Regions from separate parts of the Danio rerio genome. Here region 2 is linked to region 1. The links are chromatin contacts, called in public Micro-C maps. All regions are on one chromosome and are shown on one strand. The core of a region is the stretch at or near the end of the contact, and the rest is flanking DNA. Distances in the headings are between cores, read along the strand shown. Region 1 holds the start of ppap2d (phosphatidic acid phosphatase type 2D). Region 2 has its middle 73 kb from the start of ppap2d.

Region 1 (7,394 bases), core at 3,471-5,970:
AATGGGATAATTCACATAAAATGAAATGATGCCATAATTTATTCACATTTTACTTGTTTCAAAGCTTTATGAGTTTCTTTATATTTCTGAAAAGGGCTAAAAAACTAACTAATGGCTTCTATAGAATTTGTTTGTCCTATGGAAGTCAAGTCAGAGTTCTTTTTGGGGATATTTCAATGCAAATCAATAGATTTTTTTTTTTTTCAAAACATGTTACTTTGTGTTTAACAGAATAAAGAAAGATTTGGAACCACTTGAGGGTGAATAATTGTTTTTGTTTTTTTTTTTGGGTGGGGGTGGTAGTGGGGGAACAAAATATTTTCACTAGAATATTTGCACTATATTCTTCAAATGTTTGTAACTTATATGTTATGTTATTTATTTAAAGTATGAATCCAAAATAAATATGTTTTTCCAAATCAAAAGTCAGAATGTTAGGAGAATACAGCACAAATTATCTGCATCATGTACCTTTGTTTTTTTTTTTTTTTTGTTTTGTTTTTTTGAGAGTTGTAATGAATGACAAAAGGAAGTCCCACAAACTTCTCTTCCATTAAACGAGGGAAACGTGTACGATGGTAACCGGAGCAAACAGTTACAAATGACCTCGTCTTCAATCAAGTCATGCCTCATCCCACAGTTCCTCTCTGCTCACTCTCCACTTTCTCCAGTCTGTCATCACAAGGTTACATGAACTGCTCCTTCTTAATCATGTGTGAATCCTGTTACGCGTTCTCAAAACTGCTGAGTGCATGAGCGTAGCATCACGAGGTGTAAAACGATAGTCATCCTGAATCAAAGGAAGTTCTTTGCATGACATTTACCCTCAGAAACCTCAAGCTCTCCCTGACACTACTATAACTACACTTTTCTAAAAACAGATTCTGTGGGATAAGGACTTTCACCTGAAGGCCTATAGCAGGTCCTATTTGTGTAATTTGCACTCAGTCAGACTGGTGAAAAACTCACTGTAACCTGTCTGGCTGCCTGGACAGGTTCTATCTGGCAGTGCAAAAGCAACGACATAAAAAAGACATAATTAAAAGTGTTTATCCCCTCATCCTTAGTGTGAATGTTGTTGTGACACATTAAATCGTCTGAAACAGACGGGGTGTGCACTGATTTTACTAGCAGCAATGTAAAATGTAGTAAATCCATAGAGAAACCACCGGGACAACATTTTTCAAGGTTTAATGGAGATGAAAAGACCTTTTTTTTTTTTTTTTTTTGTAGTGGCGGGGAAACTTTACCATTTTTAATAACTTGTTTAAATCATCATGGTTAGTTCATGTAGTCTACATTGAGTGTATGCTTATGGTACAATGGTAAACAAAAAAGTTTTTTTTTTTTTTGCATATATGAAATGTTTTGTGTACAGACAGTATCAACCCAAGCTCATTCTGAAAACGTACACCTATATACATTTCTGGAGAGTGCCAAATATGTCCTAGGTGCTTTGTTTTTTGCAGTTTTTGTTTTTGCAAACCCACAAGTGGCCACTGTGTATGTACTTTTACCTCAAACCTCAAACTTTTTTTAAAGGTGCCATCCATGCCTGCTCTTAACATCCACACCTGCCGTTATCGCGTAAATCCACCAGAGGCCGCTGTCGACAGACTGACTCATCGACTGACCCACCCTCCTCCTTACCCAAAACAAAACCAATAGTGTTTTTAAAAGCACAGATTGACCTGCCCACCTAATACCTAAATCCAACTGACAGTGTTTTAAACAGCAAACCAGAAAAAGAAAAGCCCTTACCACATTTTCAGATTTTACTACATTCTCACCCTTTTATTTACTTCTTTATTTTATTTTCTGGTTTCTGTTTTTGTCTTACCAACTTTCTAGGACTGTAATTTGTCACATAGTAACCCGGTCATCATAGTCAACTCCTCTCTGCGTCTCAAGTCTGCCGATGTACATGGCAAACTACTGAACAAATTGGTAACAGCGGAAAAGCAGGAATGCCATTATACCGTCCTGTATCATTAATTTTTAATACAAAATGCAGCCATACGTACTTCTGGCAGCAAAATTCACAATCTCTATAAATATAGGAGGATGTTTTCAGAAAGAGCTGATGTTATAGAGTGTTTTCAAAACAACCCCAACTTACCATAATTAGCAAAATGACTAAAAACATTGTATTGTTAGCCAAGAAATTTAACTATTTTAAGTATTTTAAAATTTATGTTTTTTATTTGAAGGCTTGGGCCACAAGCCCCACCTCTAAACCCAACAACTATGAGCAAATCATATTTAAATGTATAAAATAAGATCAAACAAATTCATACGAATTAACAACTTATCAAAAAGTAACAAATTATTGTGAGATTGGGTGGGTATTTTATTTTGTCAATGCAAGGGCTTTAGCACCAAACAGTTGTAGAAACTAACTAAGAGGAACCATGCACCAGGACCGGTTACCCAAAAATTAATTTCCACTAGACAATTTTCCTGGTTGTGTCACTAGGAACTCTGAAATGACTTATAGTTATAGGGTCTAGAGCAGGGGTCAACAACCATGTTCTTGGAGAGCTACCTTCCTGCAGATTTCAGTTGCAACCCTGACCAAACACACCTGTTTGTAATTATCAATTGCTGCTTTAGGTACTATTAATTGGTTCAGGTGTGTTTGATCAGGGTTGGGACAGAATTCTGCAGAAAGGTAGCTCTCCAAGAACAGGGTTGGTGACCCCTGGTCTAGAGGGACCAGCCACCAGGACCAGTTCCCCCCAAAAATAATTCTTACTAGACAATTTTCCTGATTCCACAACTAGGAAGTCTGAAGTGAATTATAATCAAAGGTACAAGCTAATAAGAACTAACCACCAGGACCTGTTTCCCAAAAAAATTATTTTCACTAGACAATTTTCCTGGTTGTGTCACTAGGAACTCTGAAATGACATATAGTTATAGAAACTAGCTAATAGCAACCAGCCCCCAGGACTGGTTCCCCAAAAACTAATTTCCACTAGACAGTTTTGCTGGTAGTGTCACTAGGAACTCTGAAGTGGCATATAGGAACTAGCTCAAAGGAACCAGCCACCAGAAAAAAGTTCCCCAAAAATAAATTTCCATTAGACAATTTTCCTGGTTGCATAACTAGGAACTCTGAAGTGACACATACTGTATAGGAACTCGCTAATAGGAACCATCCACCAGGACCAGTACCCTAAAAACTAATTTACTTTAGACAGTTTTCTTGGTTGTGTCATTAGGAACTCTGAAGTGTCATACAGTATGTTGGCCTACAGTTGAAATGTAGAGTTATGTGAATGAAATAACAAAAAGCCGGAATATATAAACTTTTTGTGGTGCTAAATATCAGCTTGGCAAAAAAAGGCACGCCACAAACAAAGATGACACATGATACTGACATTTTCTTTTTGAATGTGTAAAATGCTGTGCTGTTGTTGTGATCAGTTCTTATGCCATTGCAATTCCTTCTGTGCTAATGTAGTTCGTTCAAATGGCATTCCTAGAACCAAAACCCTTCCCAGTTCTTGTAGTGCCAAAATGAGGGCATTATCAGACATAATCAAATGCATTTCATTAGAAAAAAAAAGCATTTAATTATGCATCAGATCAGGTAGTGGTAACAGTAAAAATAGCAGTTTCACTTTTTTCTAACTTTTAATGAAAGTTACAATAAAGTACAGCCAAAACAAAGTAAATAACACATGCGGTTCGAGCCATCTGAAAAGGCAGTTTCACTTTTCTCTGGAGAACTGCTTGTTTCCATGGATACGCTGAATTTCCCAGGACAAACTTTCCTGCCAACTCTAAACTGAAGACACACAAACCACGTGCGCAGAGGTTATGAACTTATTATTTTCCCTTTCTAAGCTCTGATTTGGCTTTTTAGGGGGATTATTTGGATTGAGCAACTTTTGAGACTTTGTTCCCATGTCAAGTCGTTTGCGTCAGAAACATTTTTGTTATATATTGTGAGGACAACACATGAAGTAGTTGCACAACTTTTAAAGCCCTGCTATAAATCTGTTGTGCTGCTTTAGAATTGTTTTCTTTGCATAGAAGCAGAGGAGGTGGGAAAAAATTGCATCAGCTTGGCATAACCTTAATGCATAACAAGTTATGAAATATCTTTGAACTGACCTGCAGAACGTTATATAATGTTTCTTAATGCTAAAACCAAGAAGTGTAACCTAGTTATTTGATGACACTTTTGCAAATGATCTAATGACATGCCATTATGTCATTAACATAACAATGAAAGTTATTTCAAACTCTCACACAACTTTCTTTCTCTTACCCACGAGCAGACAGAGGATGTCCAGCCCAACCAGCATCTTTCTGCTGGAGCACTGAACCGTATCCACAGGTTCAGCGGGGCTCAGGATGTGCTTCGTGCCGTTCTCCCTCGCTGCCTCTCCGGATCCGCCGTTATCCGCCAGCCGCTGCTGGAGCTCCGAATTCATACTGTTCACCGAATTCAACTTCTGCATGATGTCCGTAAAATTCAATACTTTTTTTGCGTATATGTTATCCTTTATAACGCAGATAAAACCAACTTGACAGCTTAAGAATAAAGTTCACTTTAAGTTTCGAATCCTTCTGAACGTTTCCGTTAAAATCCAATAACTGTCACAACTCAAGCGTACGTTTAAAATAAGTGAATGCCGAAACTTTAACTAATAAAAGCGAACAATCTTGCACAGGGATCCTGGTTCGCTCTCTTTTACACGAAAACTCCTTTCTCCAGCACTTGAGAGAAGTTTGAGCTGCAGTTTGGCCATCATCATCTGGACATGATGGAGAAAAGCACATTCCTGAAAACATATGTCAGTCAAAAGTTGTCATCCTCTGTGACTTGTACTCTCCATGTCAAAACTCCTATTTCCTTCCCCAACCGAGAGAAAACTTGAAGCGGATCGTGTTTTGATTTGTGGGTATTAGTTATTCCTCCGCCCCTCTTTGGGGCTGTCACAAATCCTACTGAGCTTCCTTCCTAGACAGCATTCTGGTGTTGAATATGCGATCCGAACGTGTGAAAACTTGGTAGATGGATACTTAGGGAACGTTTTCGCCTGTGAAATTTTATTTTTAATTAATCTGATCGTTAACACCAACATTGAAAAAAGATGTTTAATGCTTGTTCAAACTACTTATTTAAAATAAAATTATTATTATTATTATTATTATTGTTGTTGTTGTTGTTGTTGTTGTTGTTGTTGTTGTTATTATTATTATTACTATTATTATTATTATTATTAATTAATTAATTTATTTATTTATTTATCGTTTATTTTTTATTTTTTTATTTATTTTCTTGTTTTTGTTTTAGGGTTGAACTTGTTTTTTTTTTTTTTTTTTTTTTATGATCTGATCTTTTTATGAATGGTGATTTTGTAATTTGCCAGCCATGTTGACCAGGGAGAGAGTACTGTCCCAATGTGATCTCCTGGCTAAATAAAGGAAATAATAAATAATATTAGTAATAACTTAACTGTTTTATATCTAATCTACTATAATTTCTAAAAACAACTAAATCAATTTGTTTTGCGACAACATAACGTAATTGTGTGAAGTCCTGCATAAAGATTTACTAAGACACAGTAAAAGCATTCTTAGTATAAAATAACAGGATAGTCCACAAGACCACAACAAAGTGGAATGATATGAATAAACTAACTGCACTCTACAAAATTATATGATTATAGCAGCAAATATTTATGACAGTGAAGGTTTTTAGTTCATTGCAACTTATTAAACTAAGTAATCAGGTTCTAACTTGAATTTACGCAGGCTGTTTTAAGTCAGTTTAACATAGCATAATTTCAATGGACTCATAAGGTTAATTTGATTCAGCCTAAGCATTTAAGAAAACCGTGATTATTTATTTATTCATTCATTTTCTTGTCGGCTTAGTGAGTCCCTTCATCAATCCAGGGTCGCCACAGCAGAATAAACCGCCAACTTATCCAGCAAATTATTACGCAGAGGATGCCCTTCCAGCCGCAACCCACCACACACTCATACACTACAGACAATTTAGCCTACCAAATTCACCTGTACCGCATGTCTTTGGACTGTGGGGAAAACTGGAGCACCCAGAGGAAACCCACACAAACACAGGGAGAACATGCAAACTCCACACAGAAACACCAACTGAGCCAAGCACAGCTTAGACTCAAACAAGCGACCCAGCGACCTTCTTGCTGTGATGTGACAGCACTACCCCTGCTTCAGCCCATATTTATTTTTTATTTATTTTTTTTTTTTCTCGTGTGTAATCAGTTATATGAAAAGTTTCTTTTTTTCAGCTGATGAATATAAAACATTGTTTGCCAATTAACTTCTATGCCTTAAAAATGGTCATGCAGACAGAGAAAATGTAGTGCAGATGTGCTGCTGCGCTTTTTTAAATCGTTTTTATAATGTTCTTGGTATGAATGTCCCTCAGATTTGACATTAAGAATTTAAGAAGTTATGTTATGAAATAGAAAGTTAATCCTTTTATGACTTTCTATTTGTTATTGCTATTTAACAGTGTCATATGCAGCTAATTCTAGATCTGTGCATGAAGGGCACAGCCAAAAATAGACAAAAGCTTCTGTTTGGGACAGGTTTATATATTATATATTTGGCTTAATGTACAGTATCGTTATTCTTTTTTTTTATTTCATGTTTGTTTTTTATTTATTAAATTGTTAAAAATATTGTGTGTATGTATATATACATACTGTACACACACAAACACACACACACATATATATATATATTAATATATATATATATATATATATATATATATATATATATATATATATATATATATATATATATATATATATATATATATATATATATATATATATATATATATATTACAATTTTATTAATTAATAACTGTTTTCTTGTTGTATGTAGTTTCAAATTAAATTATTACCCCAGTCATTTTTAATTTTATTACAATAGTAACAACAACAACAACAATAGAAATAATGATGATAATAATCATTATTATTATTATTATTATTATTATTATTATTATTATTATTATTAATAGTAGTAGTAGTAGTAGTAGTAGTAGTAGTAGTAGTAGTATATAAATATAATAATGACATGAACACAACAACCACAACAACAATAATAATAATAATAATAATAATAATAATAATAATAATAATAATAATACCAATAATAATTATTATTATTAGAGTGATTTTTGAAGGATCATGTGATGCTAAAGACTAGAGTAATGACTTTGAAAAATCATATTTTAAATCACTGGAATTAATTATTAAATAAAATTTTTATAGCACAATAACATTTCACAATTTTACAATTTTTACTGTATTTTTGATTAAGTCAACGCAGCCTTGATGAGCAGGAAAAGCTTATTTTGAAACAATTAAACTACTGAC
Region 2 (7,394 bases), core at 2,322-4,821, 73 kb before region 1:
ACCTCTGTGGGTTTGTCCTCTCAGGTATGGGCTGGCAGGCTCCAGCCAGACAGGTGTGGAGGTGATGTACGTGTCTATGTTCAACACAGACACCGCAGATCTCCTCAACACATCAGATTCCCATCACACTTCCGCCCTCAAGGGCATTGAGCTATTTTGAAACTGGTAAGGGTTGTTTTTTGCAGTGTTGCAGTGCTTTTGACCCTAGTGCAGTCCCTGCAGTCAGCTGCGGAGCAAAGAGACTGAGATATTTAGTCATCAGTGTTCTCAGACGGCCTAGTTAATGTCTTTCACAGGCTGGAGTCAGAACACATTGTTCTGGTCGGGGAGCGGTAATGACCGCTGCCACTGCATTCTCCACTTTCATTACTGGGATAAATGGAGCAATGCTCTCCGTATCAGGGAAAGGAACAAGACTGGAACTCTTGAATATAAACAGCCAATTAATCCAAGCTAATTCTATTAGGAATTGAGCTGGCATCACGCAGAGTTGAAGCCATGAGCCACGGAGCGTGGCGAGAACAGTCCTGATATCCCGTACAGCTCATTTTGGCAGTGCTGAGGTTCAGCTTTTCCCAGAGCAGATTAACGCCACCGTCATAAGCTGCGGAGAGAGCGTAAATAAAAAATGACGATCATTATATAGCAAAGTGTTTGCGGCTTTGGATTTATGAGGTAGTTTTAGTGCTGCTGTGGGGTGAACCGCTGCCTGTGTAGTGTTTTGCCGGCCTTTTGTTTGCAAGTGTTCTTGATAATGAGCCGATAGGAATGTAATCAGATCCAGGAAGGTATGCCCTTCATCTGATTGCTGTCTCAGGTATGAAGCGCTCGCGTCTGAGTGGAACCTACGTGGAAGAATACATGCAGAAGAAATCCTCCATCGTATTCGATTCTTATCTCAAAGACGTCACTTTCATTGATGAGGGCAGCTATTTTTGAATGTTTGTTCACCTAATTTCTTATCAATGTCATTCCCATGCGGTACGAGCCATGTGTTGGTCAAAGAAGAACATTTGGTAATCTTTGTTTTCCTTGATAACGAGGGGTGAAAGGTCTGAAATGTTTCACAGGCTCCGATTAGGACTCAATCAGGCAGATCGAAATGTCCAGGGGCGAGCCAGATGCAACTGTTGGGAAATAGAAAGAGAGAGCAGAAAAAGGCAGGAGTTAAGTGCTGAGGAAGAATGCTTTTAAAGTAAGCATGACATCAGAATCTATTAAAGGCATAGTTCACCTGAAATTAAAACTTGGTTGTTAATTTACTCATTCACAGACTATCAAATACATTATTAATACATATTATAGAAGTATAAAAGAAGATTTGTTCTGCCTTTTGATGAAGTGCAAGTTAACAACTAGCATGATTTAAGAGAAAATATAATTCTGTGGAACATTAATTACAACATCTTTACATGTTTTCCAAAGTCTCATCAAATGAGCTCAAGCTTCTTATCTCATAATAACTTGTGTGTGGCTGCTGTTCCAAGTTTCTTGCACAAACATTTCTTTGTACAACAGGGTTGAACACACATACAGTTGAAGTCAGAATTATTATCTTACCTTTGAATTTTTTTTATTAATTTTTTAAATATTTCCCAAATTATATTTAACAGAGCAAGGAAACATTTACAGTATGTCTGATAACATTTTTTTCTTCTGGAAAATGTCTTATTTGTTTTATTTAGGCAAGAATAAAATCAGTTATATATATATATATATATATATATATATTTTTTTTTTTTTATAGTCTACAGTACAAACCATCATTATATAATAACTTGCCTAATTAGCCTGCCTAGTTAACCTAATTACCCTATTTAAGCCTTTAAATGTGACTTCAAGCTGAATAGAAGTGCCTAGTCAAATATTTACTGTCATCATGGCATGATTTGTTTTCACCTTATGGTTAAAGTTGTTAACCATAAGGTTCCTGCCTCAAAATGAGCGAGTTTGAGCCACTTGTACATTAAGGAAGTGTTCAGAAAAACAAAACACCAGCAAAGAAACTCGACACAGAGGAACAAAAACACCTCACTGCCAACTAGCGTTTTGGAAGTGTTATTTTAGAGCAATAGCAACAGTGTGCAGAAGTATAAATGCACAGCGCGTTGCATGCACCATGTGTCACGCCAATCACTTTACACAGAAGCATAAATCAGGCTGTAGGACAACGCTATTTTGACTTCAAATAAAAACGTCAAAATTATGTTGATATTTGGTTGCAAAGTGACCAAAATCCAATGTCTGATAGATGCCATAGTGGTAACGCCCACACAATGTCAAGGTGTAATATGATTAGGCGATATTTTCTTGATTTTAGGTTGAACGTTGGACACTAACGTCGGCCTGACATTGGGTTCCGACGTCAACCCAATTTTCATTTCTAAACAAAACGTTGAGGGACGTTGGAGTACAACATCAATATAACATGTTAATGTCCTATGCCTGCAGGGATGGATCACACATAGATAGATAGATAGATAGATAGATAGATAGATAGATAGATAGATAGATAGATAGATAGATAGATAGATAGATAGATAGATAGATAGATAGATAGATAGATAGATAGATAGATAGATAGATAGATAGATAGATAGATAGATTTTCATGTCTGAAAATACTTCTGTTTAATCCTTCAAGAGCAAACAAAATAATACATCACCATTCACATTCGTTGTGGATGAAACAATGTCCTGCCTAAGAACATTCTGCTAAATATATTTATACACCATATTGCAGAAATCTAAATAAAACTGCATCTTGACTTCAGTTTATCAATTGGGAATTTGCCAAAACTTCAACAGCGTAAAAAATCAAAAGACCAGACTAACCTTTGCTGAGGAGCATGCTGTGTGGACTGAGAACTGGACCAAAGTTCACATTAGTCATGAAGGTGGATTTCATTTGTTTTAGTCCAATGGGGAAAGTCTGAAAGTGTGTGCAGAAGTCATGAAAGGTGAAGTGTCATGGTTTCAAGGAGTTTTCTTCAGCAGGAGTTGTTTTTAAAATGTCAAAAGGTTTATCAGAAGCTGCTCCAGGAACAGAATGTGGTTCATTCCCTGCATTCATCACTCAATCTTGCAGAAATCTCATGCAGACAATGAATCTAACTTTGCAACAGCAGTTTCTTGAACCTTTGGCCCTTAATAAATATTATTAAATATACATAATAATATCTAGCAATTCTAAAATATGATTTCATACTTTACTTTAAACCCTTCAGAATTGGCATGTCATCTTGTCTTTGAAAGTAGCAGGGAGTTGTATTTATGGGAAGAATCTCATCTTATCGTTGTTGACTCCAGGCTGCAGGATTATTAGGCAAAGCGAAGGCCGTTGGTGAAGATTTAGTGGTAAGACGAGTTAAGCGAAATGCGTTATGTAAAAAAAAAAACAGAGCCATACATTATGGAACATGTACACTACAAGTCAGGTATGAAATATGTTTCCTGGTAACAACACTGTGAAACAAAACAGCCTCAAAACCACGGTCACATTCCTTCCCACCCCAGCGCCCCACACCCAGAGCCCCCGAAACACCTCCCTGTGCCTCAGCAACAGCCAACCGCAGATCCCGTCCCCCTTGGCCCTCATACCACACCTCCGCTCATGCCTTCACTGCTGCACTTTATCTCTCCCTCGCTTGACTTTTACTCGTCTGAAAGTGCGCTGGAGAAGAATAAAACAGAACCTGCGTACTAAAGCGCTCACTTGTTCACTTGCTAAGTAGTCCCTACATAGTGTTTGGCAGTTGAGTAGGCTATATTATGAAAGAGGGAACTGTCTAGACTATGTCTACACTAACATGGATCAATTTTCATTCATTCAGTTTTTTTTTTTTTTTTCAAAATGTTGGCCATTCACACCGAAACATTTAAAAATGCTTACTGCACATGAGTAAATTGTACGAGGCCTCACAGTTCGCATCAGTTCCTCATGGCATTTGTTTACTTTCCGCACTTTGAAATGTTGTGGGAATATGTTGAGGAAAGACCAAGGCTGTTTCACAATATGCGTTCTTGTCTGTACTTGCATTCTTGTGAAACGTCATCAACCGTCGCCGAAGTACTGTTCCAATTCAAAGATCACATCTTGCCAAGCACAGAAAAAATTCCCGGATGTGTATTTGATCTGCCCCTTTTGCCAAGGATGCATAGAGAGGGGACTTGTGCGAATTTGTGAAGCACAGGTATCCCAGAATGCATTGCAGCGTAACCAGCGAAAGCTAAAGGTAGAGGAGAAAACCTGCACGGTTTTAAAAATACTCCTCTGTTGTGTCACAAAATGAAGTTTTAAGAGTTTTTCAGGTGAGAATGTTATTCATTCATTCATTTTCTTGTCAGCTTAGTCCCTTTATTAATCCAGGGTCGCCACAGCGGAATGAACCGTCAACTTATCCAGCAAGTTTTTACACAACGGATACCCTTCCAGCCGCAACCCATCTCTGTGAAACATTCACACACTACAGACAATTTAGCCTACTCAATTTACCTGTACCATATGTCTACAGGAGCACCTGGAGGAAACCCACGCAAAGGCAGGGAGAACATGCAAACTCCACACAGAAACGCCAACTGAGCCGAGGTTCTAACCAGAGACCCAGCGACCTTCTTGCTGTGAGGCAACAATACTACCTAATGCGCCACTGCCTCGCTAGGTGAGAATGTAGTTGTTTTAAACTTGAATCGGCAGTTTATTTATAAAAATAGCGTGTATTTGGCGATGTGCCTCAGCTTATGTGAACTGACCCCCAGCCTGTCAGCAGGAGCTTTGTCATCACAGATGTACCGCTGGATCCCATGTCTCCATTGTGGTTAATACTTGATATTTAATACATCTTGTGCATATCTAGCGGACAGTCTTTGGTCTTTAAAATCTATTATTTGTTCTCAGGTGTAATATTTTAGCAGTGTTGTTTTATTCCGTTTTATAATTGTCTTTAATTATGTTATTGTGTTGTAAGCTGTTTGTCTTTGTTTATCAAATTGACTAGCGTTATCTTTATTTCCTATTATTTACATCTTGTACTTTATACTTGTGTAATGTCCATTGTAGTTTATTAAATCTGATAATCAAAGACACGAGTCTGTATAATAACCTATTTCACTTTACATGTATGGCTATTTATGCTTATATTCTCTTAAATCAAAAATATTCATTCATAACATTAATACAATATTAATTATAGGGCCGTACCTAATTAAATCATTTTATTCTTAATGTACAGTGAAACCGATGAATCCATGGTGAGGTAAGTAACGTTATAAAGTACACCGCCATTCTATTTGAAGTAGTACCCGACTTGTGTCCTCGCGTCCTCTGTAGTCCGTTCTTCCAAGTGTGAACTTGGCAAGTCTGAACTTCCAAGGTTGCAAGTCTGAACTTTGTGTACTTGGTATTGAGAAACAGCTCAACAGTGAGGTGGAGTTGTTGCTATAACCCAAAAAGCACAAACATCATAAGATTAGGTTAGATTTAGGTTGTGATGTCACCAAAATTCAGCGTTTAGGGACATCTAATAAAGTATTTTGCTGTCCAGTAACGTCATCAAATGTAGTTTATGTTTGGTTGATTTTAGACTGTTTTGAAAAGTGACCAAAATTCAATGTCGAGCCAACATTTTAAACCAATGTCGTCAAATGATGACATTTATTTGTCAGGTATGGCAACCAAAACCCAAAGTCTGATCGTAACTTATTTTTGGCCGAAGTGGTGTTTAGCAGCTTTTGCACCTTAACTTTTCAATTTTGTTTAATGAATATTGGTTAATTTTTGTTAATATTTATAGACTACAATTCACTGTTCTTTTGTCTAATTCCTTGTATTATTTGGTAAAAAGAGAACAGAACAACTGTTTTTTTGATAGTTCAATTAAAATTATAGAAGTGTAGTTAAAATACTTTAACATTTCGCAACAGTTCAACAATTGTGTAAAATAGGGCTGACACCCATTTATTTTTTATAAAAAACACTAAACCTAATTTTAACTGTGAATAAATATGAGAAATAACTATCAACTATAAAACACAAGTGTATGAATATGCTCTGTTTAATTATTATCCAGTCATTTGTGAAGTAATATGGGTTCAATTATTAGTGGAACTGGTCATCTTCCATTGTTTACATCAACTGTGTTCCATCTTTTTTTGCTCTTTCCCTGCTTCCTAATGCTTTTGAGAAATGGCGCTTTAAAATATGTACACACATCAAATATCAGAGTGGATTATGTGTAAAAAGCAATGATTGAATATAGGGAATAAAATCACTCAGCAGTGCAAAATGGCAGACACCTGATATTGTTCACTACATAGTGAATAGGGAGCAAGTTTGGGACACAGGCAGAGCAGCAAAGCCTCCCCCTCTGCTTCTAACACTTTGCCAGCTTTTATCTGGCCGGGAATCGCAATGGTAGCATGACCCCGAAAGCAGCCAATGCGCTCCATTGCACTTGAACAGAGAGAGAGAGAGAAAGAGAGAGAGGGAGAGAGAGAAACCGCGGGGATTGGATGTCTAATGTTAAACTAGTTTCCTTGAAGAGCTGCTCTTGTGTTTCTCTCGACAGAAATGTTTCATTATTTCAGCACTCTAACATCTTGAGTTGAAGTTTGAAGCTACTTTAGCCTGATGAAGCAATAAGCCTTGAGAGGTTTTGCGCTGCGGATTTTTAACACATGAGAGGGGGTGTTCAAAGAACAACAGTTCTGTTTTTGAATCAGCCTTGCATTGCTTATCTGTTGTGTTGTATTTGTGTTGTTTTTTCATTGTTCAAAGGGTCAAGGTTTGACTTGTTAGTATTAGCAGTCAGCTCATCCTCGTAGTAAGTACAACATCTAGCAGCAAGAAGCATTCTTTTCCATTGAAAGTCATTCAGAATAAGTTTTGTGTTCTAATGGGCTATTTGTTTCTTATTCTCAAGGCTGCATTTTGTTTCAAACAAAAATATAATAAAAACTAGGAATTTTGTATGTTTCAACATATCATTTATTCATGTGGTGTCAAGAATAAGGGGCTTGCATCATTGTTTTCTACTAAAAACAGAAGCCCTTACATTTATTTTTTTTTTTGAGGACCTCAGGACTCAAAGTGCGTTTTTTTTTTTTTTGATGCCGTTATTATCTCAGTTTAAACTACTAAATATAATATCTGTAAGATATCAATCAACAGTATGGCCAGACAGAATCTGCAGACATTTTTTATCTATTTCTGTTAAGAATTTTGTAAAGAATCTGATGATTTCTATGTAGTGATTTTTTGGAGTAGCATAATTAAAAACTTAAGCCTCTACCGCATGGTGTTAACATGAGATTTATGTTCATTTCTGTTTCTTAAAGACCAACATTCTATTTTTATTATTATTATTATTATTATTATTATTATTATTATTATTATTA

What was found. Hi-C and Micro-C count contacts between places; a contact is called where the count stands out from the background.
Region 2: a contact with region 1 is called in a Micro-C map of caudal fin, with 4 times the contacts expected there. The contact joins the enhancer-like site here to the promoter of ppap2d in region 1. A contact is called at or near these places in 4 of 18 Hi-C or Micro-C datasets (caudal fin, embryo, fibroblasts and 1 more) and 3 of 4 datasets of contacts at active chromatin or transcription factors (caudal fin, embryo and pancreas).

The regions. Positions count from the first base shown.
Region 1 is chr3:48,402,628-48,410,021 of GRCz12tu, reverse strand. It overlaps ppap2d (phosphatidic acid phosphatase type 2D), which reads right to left and starts at 4,720. Exons shown (of 6, transcript NM_001079978.1): 1 at 4,280-4,720. The coding sequence starts at 4,472.
Region 2 is chr3:48,474,633-48,482,026 of GRCz12tu, reverse strand. No RefSeq gene overlaps it. Among named protein-coding and RNA genes, the nearest start is that of ppap2d, 73 kb to the right of the region's middle. Within about 2 kb of position 3,571, at least 21 of the 62 cell types and tissues checked have an H3K27ac peak or open chromatin away from gene starts, as enhancers often do. A contact at or near this core is called in caudal fin, where this site is marked.